Regions from separate parts of the Athene noctua genome. Here region 1 is linked to region 2. A link is a contact called in public Hi-C data. All regions are on one chromosome and are shown on one strand. The core of a region is the stretch at or near the end of the contact, and the rest is flanking DNA. Distances in the headings are between cores, read along the strand shown.

Region 1 (2,700 bases), core at 65-2,564, 220 kb after region 2:
TTCAAAATAAAGACTACAGGTGTAAGGAAGGCATATCACTTGTCACTGGCATTGTGCAGGAAATTTGAGGAAAAGAATCTGATTGCCAGCTTAGGTCTGGAATCTGCAAAAAAATCCATTTTGTCCAATGACATATAGCAGGACACTTATACCTCACATCTCCTTCATTGCTCTCTAACCCTCCATTTGCATGGCACAAAGCAAAGAGGAACATGAAGCTCTTCTGTCAAAACTCCTCATTTCTGCCTGACGTTCCACCTAAGTGACAACAGCAGCAGAAGGAATTTACCATGACTCCTGTTCGTGTCTCTGCCCCCACAGATGTTACGCAAGTTACAGAGCTGCCAGAATTTTAATTTCACTTAACTGTTGCTTGATAAAGCAGTGGGAACAACAGAGGCACAGGAGTAGTTTGTGTGCTGGTTGAAAAACCGTTTCATCTGCCTAGAGGATGATCTTGCTATCATGCTAGAAATTAAAAAAAAACCAAAACCAAAAAGGCTTACACTCTGAAAATACAAACTTCTCACAGCCATAGCAAATAATGTGAAAATGTTTGTAATTTTCCTTTATTCGCCCCTCTGATCTATACTGAGACGAGGTTAGACACAACTCCAAAAGAACAATTCTTTAGCCATTTCCTCTGGTTTCTACTTATTGCTCCAGGCTCCCCCCTTACCTTTTTATTTCAGTCAGGATCTGCACACTCACATAGCTTTCCCCTTTACTGAAGGCGGTTGAAAATGCCTTAAAAGCGCGAGTGGCTCAGTTAGTTACAGGGTTTGTAAAAGCGCGAGTTACGGGTGTAAGGGCAGGCATTTTCAAGCAATTAGTTTAGCACTGCCTTCCGCCGGCATTATAGGTTTCAGGCACCCAGCTGTAAGGACGCGGTGGCGAGGCTCTACCGGGGAGCTCCGCCCCGTTATCTGCACACTTCGCGCGTCCACAGAGCCGCTTCTCGCAGCGCCTGCCCACGGAACAGCAGCACACAGGAGGGGCCCCGGCCCAGCTGAGCCGCTGAGGACGAAGCCCGGACGCCGCCGCCCAGACCCGGCCCCAGCCCCGGCCCCGGCCCACTATGGCGCTGTGGCCACAGCCTCATGGGTCGCCCCACCGCCAGAGGAAGGGGCGGGGAGAGCCGCCTTCCTATTGGCCGTCCCTCTTCCCACCTTTCTCTCCCATTGGAGAAGAATGGCTAGTAGGCGGGGGAACCCGCCGAGCGACAGCCATCTCGGCGAATCGGCGGGCGTGCTCGCCCCCCTCGCCGGCGTTGTGGCCAGAGTGCGCCGGAGCCAATGGGAGCGGAGTGGAGCTCGCGCGGGGCTGGGAGCAGGTAAACAGCGGCGGCGGCTCAGGCTGCGCCTCAGGGGCCGGGCGTGGACTCTCTCCCCGCCGGGTTGCCGGGGCTCTGCGGGCGCGGCGAGACGGGTACGGCCTTGGGCGGCCTTAGCGCAGGCGTTCGGGGTCGCCGTGCTGGTGGAGCCGTGCGAGGCCCCTCCGCTGCACGCCGGGGCCCGGCCCGGAGGCGGGGGGGAGGAGGTCCGGCAGCCTCGGTGGCTCGTTCTGGTGAAAGTTGTGTATGAGTGTGTACGTACACAGACGTGTGTCTGTATGTGTGTGCATGTTATATATATGTGTATGTATAAATATGTATTTTTATAGGTGTGTTTGTATATATACATGTAAAATTTAAATATATATATGTATTTCTGCTGGCCGTTGGCATTCATGCCCACAGCCCAGGATTCCATTGGGAAATGCTGCTGGAAATCCCACGGAAACCAGACTTCTAACCATGAGAAAGGATAACGGGCGAAAAGCGCCTTCATGGGTGTAAGGTCTCCTTCTGGCCTCCTGCAAAATCTCTGTCTGGCAGGATTGTTGATTTTTTTTGTAATTTTTTTTTTTTTTTTTTAAAATGCTTCTTGTCTCTCTCTCTGCCAGCCGCTGTGTGGGTGGCCGGGCTGGCCCTGTGCTGGGGCGGACAGGGGAGCCAGCCCAGCCCGCAGCCCCGGTGTGTACCCCTGTGCCCGGCCTGCAGCAGGGGCACCCGGGGCTCTGCGCCCCCGTGGCTGGCGGCCCCTGCTGCCCTGGGGACTTGGGGAGGACGGGGAACCCCGCCCTGACACGGGTGTCCTTGGGTGTCCCTGGTGTGTCACCTCCAGCACTGGTTGGCTCAGGTGCCCCTGGCAGTATTGGGACCAGCATGAGTAGCTGCTCCTGTGTGTGAAGTCTGACCTGTGAGGTTTTACTGGTGGATGTAAGTCTGCAGGGCTGTGGCGCCTTTTTGCTGTGATGAGAAGTTGACTGCTAGTGTATTTGGGCTTAATGCTGGCAAATCCTTCTGACGCTTTTGGGGAGGGTCTGATTTTGGCTCTGCTAGCAAAATAACTGTTTGGGGCAGCATGTTATGCTTTTCTTGTGGGGCAAAAGAAGGCAGGGCTAATTCTGCTATGCTGGTGTGCCTTAAAATGGAGAAAGAGCGCTACAAATCTCTACAACTTCCCATATTATCTCATGTTTTGTTACTTTTGCGTTCTGGGGCTGAAAGTGAACAGCATTTGAGATGCTGTGTTGCAGGTCCCCTGTCATTTCAGCAGCATGCATGTTCTGGCTTTATTTATTGGCTAGAAATCTCCCCTCCTAATTTTGGCCCTACCACTTAAAAGTTTTTTCCTCCTCTTTGTGATTATTACAGCT
Region 2 (2,700 bases), core at 186-2,685:
GATATTTCCCCTCTGGGGAACCAGCTCCTACCTCCAACCCGGGGGGAGCTGCCTGCCCTGCCTCGGCAGCACAACCCCCCCCTCGGCAGCCCAGGCGAACGGCGACGGGGCCCTTCCTCGCCCGGTCTCCAGGCGCCGCCTCTCGCAGGGGCAGAAGCGGCTCCCGGCGGCGGGCCGGGGGCGGAACCCGCCGGGACACACAACAGAGGCTCCAGAGCTCATCCCCGGCGCCCTCGCCCGCCTTCCGTAACTACACCTCTGCGCATCTGCTCATCTTTCACAAGACGCAGCAGCACCTCCCCGCCCCGAACTCGGCCCGCTGCCCACCTGCACCCCCCGAAGGCTGCGGGCGCCTGCTCCTCTCCCTCGCCAGAGACAGGCCGAGGCTCAAGCCTGGGAAGGCAGCTCCTCGCTCTGCCCGAGCGAGCCCCCACAAATTCCTGGCCCTCCAACACCAGCCGGGGCCCTTCCCTTCCTTTAGAAAAGAAGCCGAGCAAGTCTCTTCCCCAAAAGGCAAATAATTTGAGAACAGCCGGCAGCAAAACATGCCTCCGCGTTCAGTTCGCTAACTGCGCTCCAGCTCGCCGTTTCACGTCCGCAAGGTGCCAGCCAGCTCTAGAACCCCTCCCTGCTGCTGGCAGCACAAGCCTGACCGCCAGCCCTGCAGCAATCCGGGCTGGAAGGGGAAAGGAGGGGAGGACACCCACGCCCTCCACCACGTTCCGGGTCCCAGATTTTCCCTTCCGTATGCAAAGCGCGCACCAAGCGGAGATTTCCCCGACCCCACGCAAAACACCGCGGGTGACAGACTCTTCCCGGGGCACGGGGAAGTCGAGCGGCTGAGCTCGCCTCCCTCCTCCGCCCACCTCCCGCTCCCCCCCTCCGCGCTTGCCGGGTGACAACAAAGAGCCTCTGTGAGCGCCCCCGAGCCGACCCCTCCGCCTCTGCAATCCCCCGCTAAGGCACTTAACGCTGAACTTTGCGCCGCTTCACCTCCAGGCGCCTTCGCAGCCCAGGCTGCCGACAGCGCCGGCCCCCGCGGGGCGCAGCCCCCAGCCCGGGGGCGGCGGGCAGGGCTGCGGGGACCGCAGGGAGCGGCGGGCGAAGGCGCCCACACTAAAAATAGACTGCGCTCGCCACCGTGGCAGCGGAGAGAAGCTCGACCGAAGGGCTCCGGTCCGCCGCGGCAGGCGCGGAGCGGAGCCGAGCGACCAGCCCGCCCCGCTGCCGGCCCAGGCCCCGCCACGCGGTACCTGCACCATGAGGGCCAGGCGCAGCGAGTCCTTGGCGATGCTCTCGCCGCACTTCTTGCAGGAGGCGCGGCCGCTCTTGGCGTACTCCGCCCGGTACAGCTTCTCCGCCGGCTCCGCCATCGCCGCTGCCGCTCCCGCCGCCACGGAGCCGCCCCGCGCCGCGCACCCGCCGTCCCGCGCTCCACCCCCACCGCGCCCGCCGGCGGGAGCGCTAGCCGAGCGCCGAGCGCCCACCGCCGCCTCAGCGGCCCGGCCCGATCTGCCGCTCGGGCAGCGATTTGGCATGCCTGGCGGCGCCTGGAACGTTCCGGTTTGCCACAGTGTATCAATGGGGGGTGGGAGGCGGCGGCGGTCACGTGGCGGCGGGGCCGCTCGGCCCCCGCGGCCCCTCCGCCTCCCGCCGCCGGGAGCGGCCTGGCTGGGCCGAGGCGCCCGCGCGGGGCGGGGCGGCCGGTTCCCTGGGTGTCCCCTTCCCCAAGGCAGCCCCCGCGAGAAGCCAGCCCGGTTAAAAGCACCGGGGCGCACCACGGTGACCGGCTTCTCCCGGCGCCGCCCCGCCACTCCGGGCGCCCCGGGCCCGGCAGTTTATCCGGCACAGCTGCAGGGAGCCGCCAGCTCCCAAGGCTGAGGAGGGGGCCTGTAGCGAACACCGGGCAAAGCCGCCGCCCGCCCGGCCCGGCCCCCCAGCGCGGAGGCGGCGTGTCCGGCCGCCCTCCCTGGCGTGCGGAGTGCGGCGGGGGCTGCGCGGGGGGCGCAAGTCGCCCCTTTGAGGACGGGCGGCGCCCAGCGTTCTGCCCGGCACCCCCAGTCTCTGGGCAGCCTGCAGGGAGGAGCCCCGCAGGGGGAGGGAAGCGGGGGGCTTGTGTCTGGACAGGGACAGGCTGGTGCCGCTGCCTGAAGTGACCGCCCCGCCCGGGTAGAGCTCCCTGCGGCAAGCGGGCTGCCCGGGCCTCGGGAGAGCCTGGGCTTAGCAGCCGTCCCTTGGCCAGGGCCTGGCCGGGAGGTTTCACTCCCCGTGGGGGAGTCCCTGGGGGTAACGGTATGGGTGCTGAAGAAAGCAAAAAGAGTTACTCGATAAGTTAAATTTTGGCTTTTTCTCGCTTACAGGAGGTCATGTCCTCTAGTATCAGCAGAGGGCATTGGCTCTGTACCTTCACTGGAGAAAGGAAGATCACTGAAGTCATTCCAACCTTTTGCTGAGTCCTTGTCATTAGTTTTACAGTGAGTCTGGAATTAGGGTTCAACTAAAGTGGGATGTTCCGTCCCGGGTGGGCCTCAGAGACCTCGCGGGTATCAGTCAAAGTTGCGCACGGCAAACCTGTAAGGCCTGAGGTGTTAACGCGCCTTTCATCTTGCGCTCCCGCTCTCCCTGGCTGTCACACGTTTGCTATGAGCGTACACAGCGTTCACTCTCCAACAGTCCAGCAGCGGTGAAAGGGTGTACCCT

The links. Hi-C and Micro-C count contacts between places; a contact is called where the count stands out from the background.
Region 1: a Hi-C map of heart shows a contact between it and region 2, with 5 times the contacts expected there. The contact joins the promoter of PSEN2 here to the promoter of PARP1 in region 2. A contact is called at or near these places in 2 of 2 Hi-C or Micro-C datasets (heart and liver).

What each region holds. Positions count from the first base shown.
Region 1 is chr1:109,791,056-109,793,755 of bAthNoc1.hap1.1, forward strand. It overlaps PSEN2 (presenilin 2), which reads left to right and starts at 1,315. Exons shown (of 11, transcript XM_074897324.1): 1 at 1,315-1,333. All of the region lies in intron 3 of LOC141956531 (a long non-coding RNA gene), which reads right to left.
Region 2 is chr1:109,575,709-109,578,408 of bAthNoc1.hap1.1, forward strand. It overlaps PARP1 (poly(ADP-ribose) polymerase 1), which reads right to left and starts at 1,436. Exons shown (of 23, transcript XM_074897319.1): 1 at 1,254-1,436. The coding sequence starts at 1,373.